Regions from separate parts of the Mus musculus genome. Here region 2 is linked to region 1. A link is a contact called in public promoter capture Hi-C data. All regions are on one chromosome and are shown on one strand. Each heading gives the region's core, a stretch centred on a gene start, on an enhancer-like site or on the middle of the called end of the contact. The rest is flanking DNA. Distances are from core to core; before and after follow the strand shown. Region 1 holds the start of Serbp1 (serpine1 mRNA binding protein 1). Region 2 holds the start of Tmem150a (transmembrane protein 150A).

What was found. Promoter capture Hi-C pulls out the DNA fragments that hold promoters and counts their contacts.
Region 2: a promoter capture Hi-C map of pre-B cells shows a contact between it and region 1. The contact joins the promoter of Tmem150a here to the promoter of Serbp1 in region 1.

What each region holds. Positions count from the first base shown.
Region 1 is chr6:67,265,128-67,269,108 of GRCm38.p6, reverse strand. It overlaps Serbp1 (serpine1 mRNA binding protein 1), which reads right to left and starts at 2,130. Exons shown (of 8, transcript NM_001113565.1): 1 at 1,700-2,130. The coding sequence starts at 2,012.
Region 2 is chr6:72,353,162-72,357,142 of GRCm38.p6, reverse strand. Tmem150a (transmembrane protein 150A) reads right to left here and starts at 1,660. Exons shown (of 8, transcript NM_144916.3): 1 at 1,599-1,660; 2 at 831-1,012; 3 at 374-421; 4 at 7-93. The coding sequence starts at 895. It overlaps 0610030E20Rik (RIKEN cDNA 0610030E20 gene), which reads right to left. Exons shown (of 4, transcript NM_026696.1): 4 at 3,981.

The sequences.
Region 1 (3,981 bases), core at 881-3,380:
ATATAACCTTATTTAAAATCAACTCTGGTTTTAAAGAGTGATCTAAGGGTTTGAGATGTGTAATGCAAAATTTTCCCCAGCAAGGACAAGGTTCTAAGTTCAATACCCAGTACAACCCATGGAAGACTTGGACGTAACTAAAAAAAAGGTTGACTACTATTGTGAAAAAGTTTTCTGAAGTAAATGACAAACGTAATCCTGGCTATAAATAAAAATGTCCTCCATTGATGACTTATGCTAGTTTACAGGCAAGATCATAAATTGGCTTTGTGATGAAAATTGAATAATTTAAAATCATGCTTCATGTTTTGACCATTTTTTGAGTTCATCTATGTGATGTGTTTTATTTACTCAACTTATTCATGTACTTCTGTGAATTACAGTCATAAAGGAGGTAAATTTTAGTAGTTTAAATAACACTATCTAGTGTCCCTAACACAGAAATTAAATGTCTTATTCAACTATGTAATGTCAAGAAGCTTAATCCGCTCAGTACTTCTGCCCAAGTGATGTTTTCTAACACTCCAGACTATGCTTCCAAATATATTAATAGAACTCTTCCCTTTTATAAATCTACTAGGAACTGGATGTTTTACTCTAAGCCTTCATTGAAAGACACCACCACCCCCAAAAAACTTCAAACCTAACACAATCTAATGAGAAACAATTCCTTTCATGAGCACGTGGCATTGAGAGGCACTTTAACATAATACCAATTTTAAAGATTCACAGGTTATTCTATATGTACTCGCTATTGATTTTTCACTTTTTTAGCCCCTAATTGCTTTGCCTTTTCATCCACAATAAGCCAGTAATGGAGAAGAATGCTAAAATCAAAACAACTATGAAACTTCTAGTGCCCTTGAAGAGACCATTAGCCGCCAATGAAGACCCGACCACGCTTTACGCACGTGCGGAGGAAAAGCTGCAGCCTGAGTTCTGCTGCCGGGACATGACAGGCTGGGCACTCATTTCGCCCACGAGGCCCAGAACAAGCAAAGCCCTATGACCTGGGGGCTCCAGGGAGTTAGTTGGAAGAAGAGATGGAGACATGAGATGGGTTCCACTAATGACCAGTTTTTTATTCGGAACTCCCTCTAAAATGAGTGGGGCTAAATTCTTCTCCTCTCCAACACTTTAGTTCTCGCCAGTAAGTTACAGGAACTTCTTCTAACGTAAGAGCGAAAGGGCACAACACAAAACACACACGTGGGACCCAAACAGCAACTCCTCCCTCCCTCCACTCTAACAGGGACCCCCAAACGGAGACGCAGCCCAAGTGGAAACTCTGAGCCCGGGCCTTTCCTTGAGGGTCCGCGCCATTGTGGGACAAGATGGCAGGGCAGGAGCCCACAGCAGGCAGCGGCAGCCAGGAGCCCGCCGGGCAGGAAGCAATGCCCGCGCTGCTTCCCGAGCGCCTAGAGCCAGGAGGCTAGCGCCCGGCAGGAATCGGCGGGAACGCCCGGGCCGCCCTCTCGGAGCACGCTCCGTCCGCCCGAGGCGGGAAGGAAGGCTCCCGCCGAGCCTGCGAGCGAGCAAGCGACCGAGAGAGCGGCGTGGACTTGGGACCAGCCACGTTCCCCGCACCGTGAAGGGGCTCCGAGGGCTCTGCGGCCCCGCCGCCTGCACGAGCAAGCGGCGGCGCACGCCCCCGTCCTGCCCGCCAGCCCGGGCTCCCCACCGCCTCGCCCGGCTTTACCTTCTTTCTTAAGCGCCACCGGCGGCTGCGTCTCCTCCTTTTTGTCGGCCACGCCGACGCTGGGGGGCAGCGGGTTCTTGCGGTCTTTCTGGGACTCTTTACGCAACTGTTTGCCCGCCGCGTTGGAGTTGGTCTGGGCCGCGGCCTGAGCCGCGCTCTTGGCCCCGGGGCCCCCAACGCCGCCCCCGCCGGCTTCTTTTTTCTTGTTCTCTGCTGCCTTCAGTACCTCGAAAGGGTCCGATTCGTCGTCAAATAGCTGGTCGAATCGGTTGGTGACCACGCAGCCGAAGCCTTCCTGTAGGTGCCCAGGCATGATGGTGGCTCGGCGGCGCGTTCCTCCACGGATTGCAGCGGACCGCGCCGAGCCAAAAGCGCCTGCTTCAGCTCTTCCCACAAGATGGCCGGGCCGAGAGAGGGGGGCCGCCTTCTCTTCCGGCGCCAAGCACACATCCGGGAGCGGCCTGCGCCGCACGGCACCATGGGGCCTGTAGGCCACAACTGATTAGCCCGGGATGGCTGTCTACTCCTGAACTTCAACTCCCAGCGTGCACTGCGCAGCAACTCTTCGCGCGCGCCTGAGAGGCGGGATCTCAAGGAAAGTGTGCAGCGTGCTCGCTGAAGGTGGGGAAGCGAGTACGGGGCGGAGTTCTGCCACCTGCTCTTGTCACCCTTAAACTCTCGGTCTTTAGATACCTCTGAGAACAGGAAAACGTGAGGGCGTCTTCTGCTCACGAAAGTGTTCTCTGTCTTTGGTTTCACTCATTCTGTCTCCGGCCAGGACTTTCCCCACCTTTCTGGGAGGGTCAAGGTGACTCCCAGACCTAGTAACTGGAGCCTCAAAAACTTCCGGGGGGTGGGGGGTGCCACAGTAGCCTCCGGTAGGTTGCGACCGCACGGCTGCTCGTCCCTGACTGTTGGATTTCTAGAGCTGTCCCTCCACCCTTCGTAACGAATCAAGGCAATTCGGTTTAATGTGGAACGGAGTTCCAGGGTTGAATCTGCGTGGCAGAAGGAATCCAAAAGAGGAGTTGAACTAATTGGGTTGCGCGCCTTTTCCGGTCATTGCAACCATGCTTTAAGAGCTGTTAAGTCCTGACTGCACAACTGCACGCTCGGCCATCCTCTAAAACAGTGTTTGTGGAAACGCTTTCTAGAATCAACGCGATAAATTGATCTGTCGGTATCTGGTCAGCGGTGTTAGTAAAATGTGCTCCAGAGCCTGGGGTGGTGGCGCATGCCTTTAATCTGAACACTTAGGAGGCAGAGTTCAAGGCTAACCAGGTCTACAGAGCAAGTTCCAGGACCGCAGGGATTTCATAAGAAAAAACCCTGTCTCCAGCTCCCCAAATGTGCTCAAGAGGAAATGTTTTATAGTACATTGGGTATTATGTGTGAAGGGAGGAAACTAATTTCGTAATTATATGCTAACTCTGACATTAGTTGGGAACCTTAAATCCCACTAAGACAATCCAGTGCCAATACACACTATAATTTTAAATCTTTTCCATTGATACATTATGTAATAGAAAACATACCTCAGGCAGCAGGTGCTACGAATGTTTCATCCTCACATCCTTTTAGATAAATAACTATCCCTTTCTCACAGGGATGAAACTGTCAGAATTGATAAAACTTACTAAGGTCACACTTAAGTGCTAGTGGCAATCTTCTAGCTGCACTATGAGACTGTTGACATCAATTCTGTAAACCAAGTTCTGTCCTGATAGAAATTACAACAAGTGCTGAAATTCCAATAACTAATCAAGTTTAAACAACCCTTTGAATCCGTCTCCTGGATCAACAGAATGAAAGGCAAAATGGGATTCCCATAGTAGTTTTCTGATCTCTACACTCATACTGTGGTACATTCACACTCAAACACACATAAATAAATAACAGATAAAAGTGTTTTTTTTTAATGTCTAAAGAATGTCTGCTACTATCAGTAAGAACATTTATAGGATAATCCTCACAGTAAGAGCAGAGGAGACTCTCCAGCTCTTACTCAAATCAAGGCTCCACAGCATTTCATGACCCACATTACATTCTTGTACGTATACTCATGCAACATGACAGTTTTTATGTATAGCAAGCACGCTTCTCTTGAGAATATTCTATCAGTAAATGTGGAAACTATCCAAGTACCTTGACTAAATACACAGCTGATGTGTCTGATACTGGCCTACTAGGAAACCTCAAAAGCGCTTGCTCCTTTGATGCTGGTACTCAGTTTTCAGCCATGTTCAAATCTTGCTCTCACACATTTCTCTGTGCGTACATGT
Region 2 (3,981 bases), core at 411-2,910, 5.1 Mb before region 1:
ACCTACCTGATGAGAGGAACATCATCCAGGGTGCAGCAGCTCTTAGGGCCCCCTTGTTCAGCAGGGTCAGGAGAGCAGGATTCATTGTAGGACCTGGCAGGTGGGACACGGGGGTGGGGGGGGAGATTGGGGGAAGGAGCATCTTAGAACTTTTTTTTTTCCAAAGAGGAAATCTTTCAGACATCCCCAGGACCTTCCTGAAGCAGAAGCAAAGAAGATGAGGGGATGGTGGGAAGTGGGCAGATGAACAGGATGTCATGCCTGGAGACCAATGTCAGAGAACAGCCTATGGTCTCCGTGTAGCTTGTGAGCTCAAGGAGGGACAGAGATGAAGGGAGCTTTAGAGTGAGGCCATCTGTAGAGTGCTCCATACCAGTTCTCCACTGGGCACACGTGGCGGTTCATCACGGCCATGGCATACCTGTGGGAGCACAACTGTCACCCTGTCCTCATGGCTCTTCAGACCCCACCACCACCTCCTGGCTCTTTGACTTTTGACCTCATTCAGCCTCAATGCCCTGGCTGGGAATTTATTTGGTGGGGTGAAGAGGGAGGTAGTTACTGATGCTGGAGCAGACCCTGCACAATTGCCTCCACTAGAGAGCCTCTGGAAGTTGCCCTGTCTACAAGTGTATGTCAGAGCTGTCCTGCTGGACCGCAGTGGTGCCAGCTTGTCCCAAGAGGCTGTGTGCCCAGGAATCAGGCCAAGCTTTGGAGACAGAAAGAGTGACCCTGGGTACCATTCTGGAGCCTGCAAACGGGACAAGGGACTTTGTGTGTGTGCCATCAAGTTTCTATTAGACCCCCCCCTCCACACCCCTCTTACTCACACAGTCCATATGCCGGTGATGGAGAAGGCTGACAGGCTGACAGGAAGGAGGATCCAGGCGGTCATGAGGGAGTGGAGCCAGGGTGGTGGTAGTTTGGGGGTAAGGACAACAGGTAGGTGGGGAAAAGGGGGCAGGCCCAGCTACTTTGAGATATTTCGGTCACAATCATCAGCTGCCCTGGCCTGGTTGGGGAGAGAGATCAAGGTCCAGGGTCTGGTGACTGACCAGGGCGGGCGGGGGGGGGGGGTTGGGAGGGGGATGGGGATGGTGGGCAACACTTCATCCAGAGCTCTCCTTGGGCGTTTGATTGTCCAGACTTTGGGATGAGCCCCGGCAGGAACGTGGCACCCTCTGGCTTATCCATCTGGGGCCTCCGCGGTCTACCCAAATGCCACGGGCGCGCTGAGAGACTCGGGCAGGGCTGTAACATCTGGAAAGAGAGCCACGCTCCCCGGCCTGAGGGACGTCGGCTTGGTGAAGGCTGGAGCTAGGACAATCAAGGGGATCATGCCAAGGAAAGCCTGGGAGGGTGCGCCGGGCCGAGAGAGCGGCTCTGAGTCGTTGCCGGGCGGGCAAACCACCTGACCACCGCGCCCCGGCAAAGGGGCGGGTTCTCGAGGGAAGCTTGACCGGGTCCAGTTCGCGTGGGTACGGGGACCCCAATTTAGGTAGGAGTGTGCAGCCAGCGACAATACCCCCTCCCTCCAGAGCCCTGCTCCCCAAGGCGATCCCTCGGAGGCCGCGGGAGAAAAGGAATCCGGTACGCACCTCCCCGGAGCTCCCCGCCGCCGCTGCCGCCTCTCCCTGCTCGGCCCCCTCGTGGCCGCGTCTCCAGCTGCGGCCCTCGGAGCAGCCCTGAAAGGTTTAAAGGGCCGAACGGCCCCGCCCCTGGCGGCCCCAGGCCCGCCGCGCCGCCCGCCGGGACGTGGAGTCCGCGCAGCCCGGGCCCGGGTGCCAGAGCCCCGCCCGAGACTACAACTCCCGAGCCCCCGCGGCAATGTCACGGGGGAAACATGGGCGGTGCCCCAAGTCTAAGGGACCTGGGCGCCCGAGGCTATGACCCGGACACCTCTGACACTTAAGATCTAGAGGGCAGTTGTCATTCCTGCGGAGGGAGTGCGGGCGGGCTAGCCCGGCAGCTCTGCCTGTGCATGTCGCCTGTGGCTGTCATCGTGCACGTGGCTTGAAGAAGCTTTCCACTGTCTCAGTGGACTATATGACTTTGGGGGAAGCTCCTTCAACTCTCTCAGTGTGGCGCCCCAAGCCTGCCACTGTCTGAACAGGCATGAGGCTGGTGGGTGAGAAGCCAAGCACCGAGCCTAGGCTTGGCTTGGGAAACCCAAAGCTGGCTGGGTTCTGCTACCCAACTCTGTACCCTCCGGCCCGTCCCTTTTAGCAAACTCTGGAAAGGGCTGGCTTTGATTTTATTTTGGGGACACACGAGAACTGGCCATAAGTCACGGTGTCCAAGATGTTTCCTGACTCAACAACACTTACTTAAAATATGGTATAGGGTCCTAAAGGATATCCATTCTAAATACATGCAGGTGCCTGTGTAGGGCGGATAAAGATTAAAGCAGCCAGGTGTTCATTAGCAGAGGGAAGGTGAGGGACTCAAGTGGAATCTAGGAAGAGAAAACAGGACTATGTGGGGATAAGTTATTTATTAGTCTCTCCTTAATGGAAAGAGTGTGCTCCCTGGATATTCTTTTCTTGATGGAAAGGGCATGGCTACTTCTGCTTACATAGGACAATTGTTCCTGGTTCTCCCTATAAGCAGTGGGACCCCCATGAGACAGCGAATCATTATCCCAAGGGGATATGATCCCAGGCTGGTAAGAGTGGGAGATAGCCACCCCTAGTGAAACCAGGGCTAGCTGCACAAAGTCCTGTGCTGAAACAAAACAGAGCCAAACAAGTGGTGAACTGGACCTTTAAGAGGAGAAACCTTTTGGGGGATCCAAATGGAGGGCAGGAATGGTACAGAAACTACTAATGGCCTTTTCTCGCCTACCATCAGAACTTTAGTGAAAACAGGGCCAAGAAATATGGCTGTGCAATGATCACTGGACAAGACTAGCTGGCTGAATTGACAGGGGTGGAGGTGGGTATAAAATCCAGGCCAGCTTCTGACCTTTGGGACAAAGGTGACTCTCTCAGTAACAGAACATCTTCCTGTCCCACTACATTACAACTAACCAGGTACCTTTTTCTCTTTTATGTGAGGCTGTGAACCATCATTGAAAGCTATCTTGGGGTGCAGGGGGATTAGTGTCCTATTATATAATTCAGATTAACCTCATACTAATGATCCTTCTGACTTTAGCCTCCAGAGTGCTAGGATTACAGGCAACACGCCTGGTTAGCTTGTTTTCTTCCCCTCAAGAGAGGGAATATATAGTCCTGCGGTTAGAATACCAAGTGCTTTTTAACAGCGGAGCCATTTCTCTAGGCACACACGTGCGCGAGCATACATACACACACACACACACACACACACACACACACACACACACACACACACGAATGAGACAAGGTCTCACTACATACCTCAGGCTGGATTTGCCTGGCTCCCCAGTGCTGGGATTAAAAGTGTGCTCCACCAAGCTCAGCTTAGTCTTTTGATTCTCATCCTGCCTCTGCCTTGGTACTGCCATTATAGGCCTATATAGGTACACCGTTTCACTTTGTGGTTCCTAACTTATTGATTGTATCCTACTGAGCTGGGTTTGTCTCTCTGTTTCACCTTTAGGGGAAGGTCTTGGAAGATTGTTCACGAGCTCTACTGATTCTCCTGACTTGTTAGGTGTTAGAATTCCCGGGCGGTGGTGTTGCAGGCACTTTTAGGTTTAATATGCCAACCTGAATAATCCCTAAAACAACTCTCTTAAGATGAAGGTCTAATGAAGCCCAGGCTTTAAGGACACCTGAAAGAGGAAGCTGCCTAAGAGGACAAAAGTGAGACCAGATGTCTTTCAAAGTTTCAACTCTTAGGTTACATGAGTCTAGCCGTTACACTCCAACCAGAACAGCTCTTAAAATAATCAGCACAGCAAGAGGAGAGATTTCCAGTGCTGACTGGGTAGCAGAGTAACTTTAGGGCAGGCACTTAATCTCCCTTCCCCCCAAGTACACAAGTGATTTCACAACT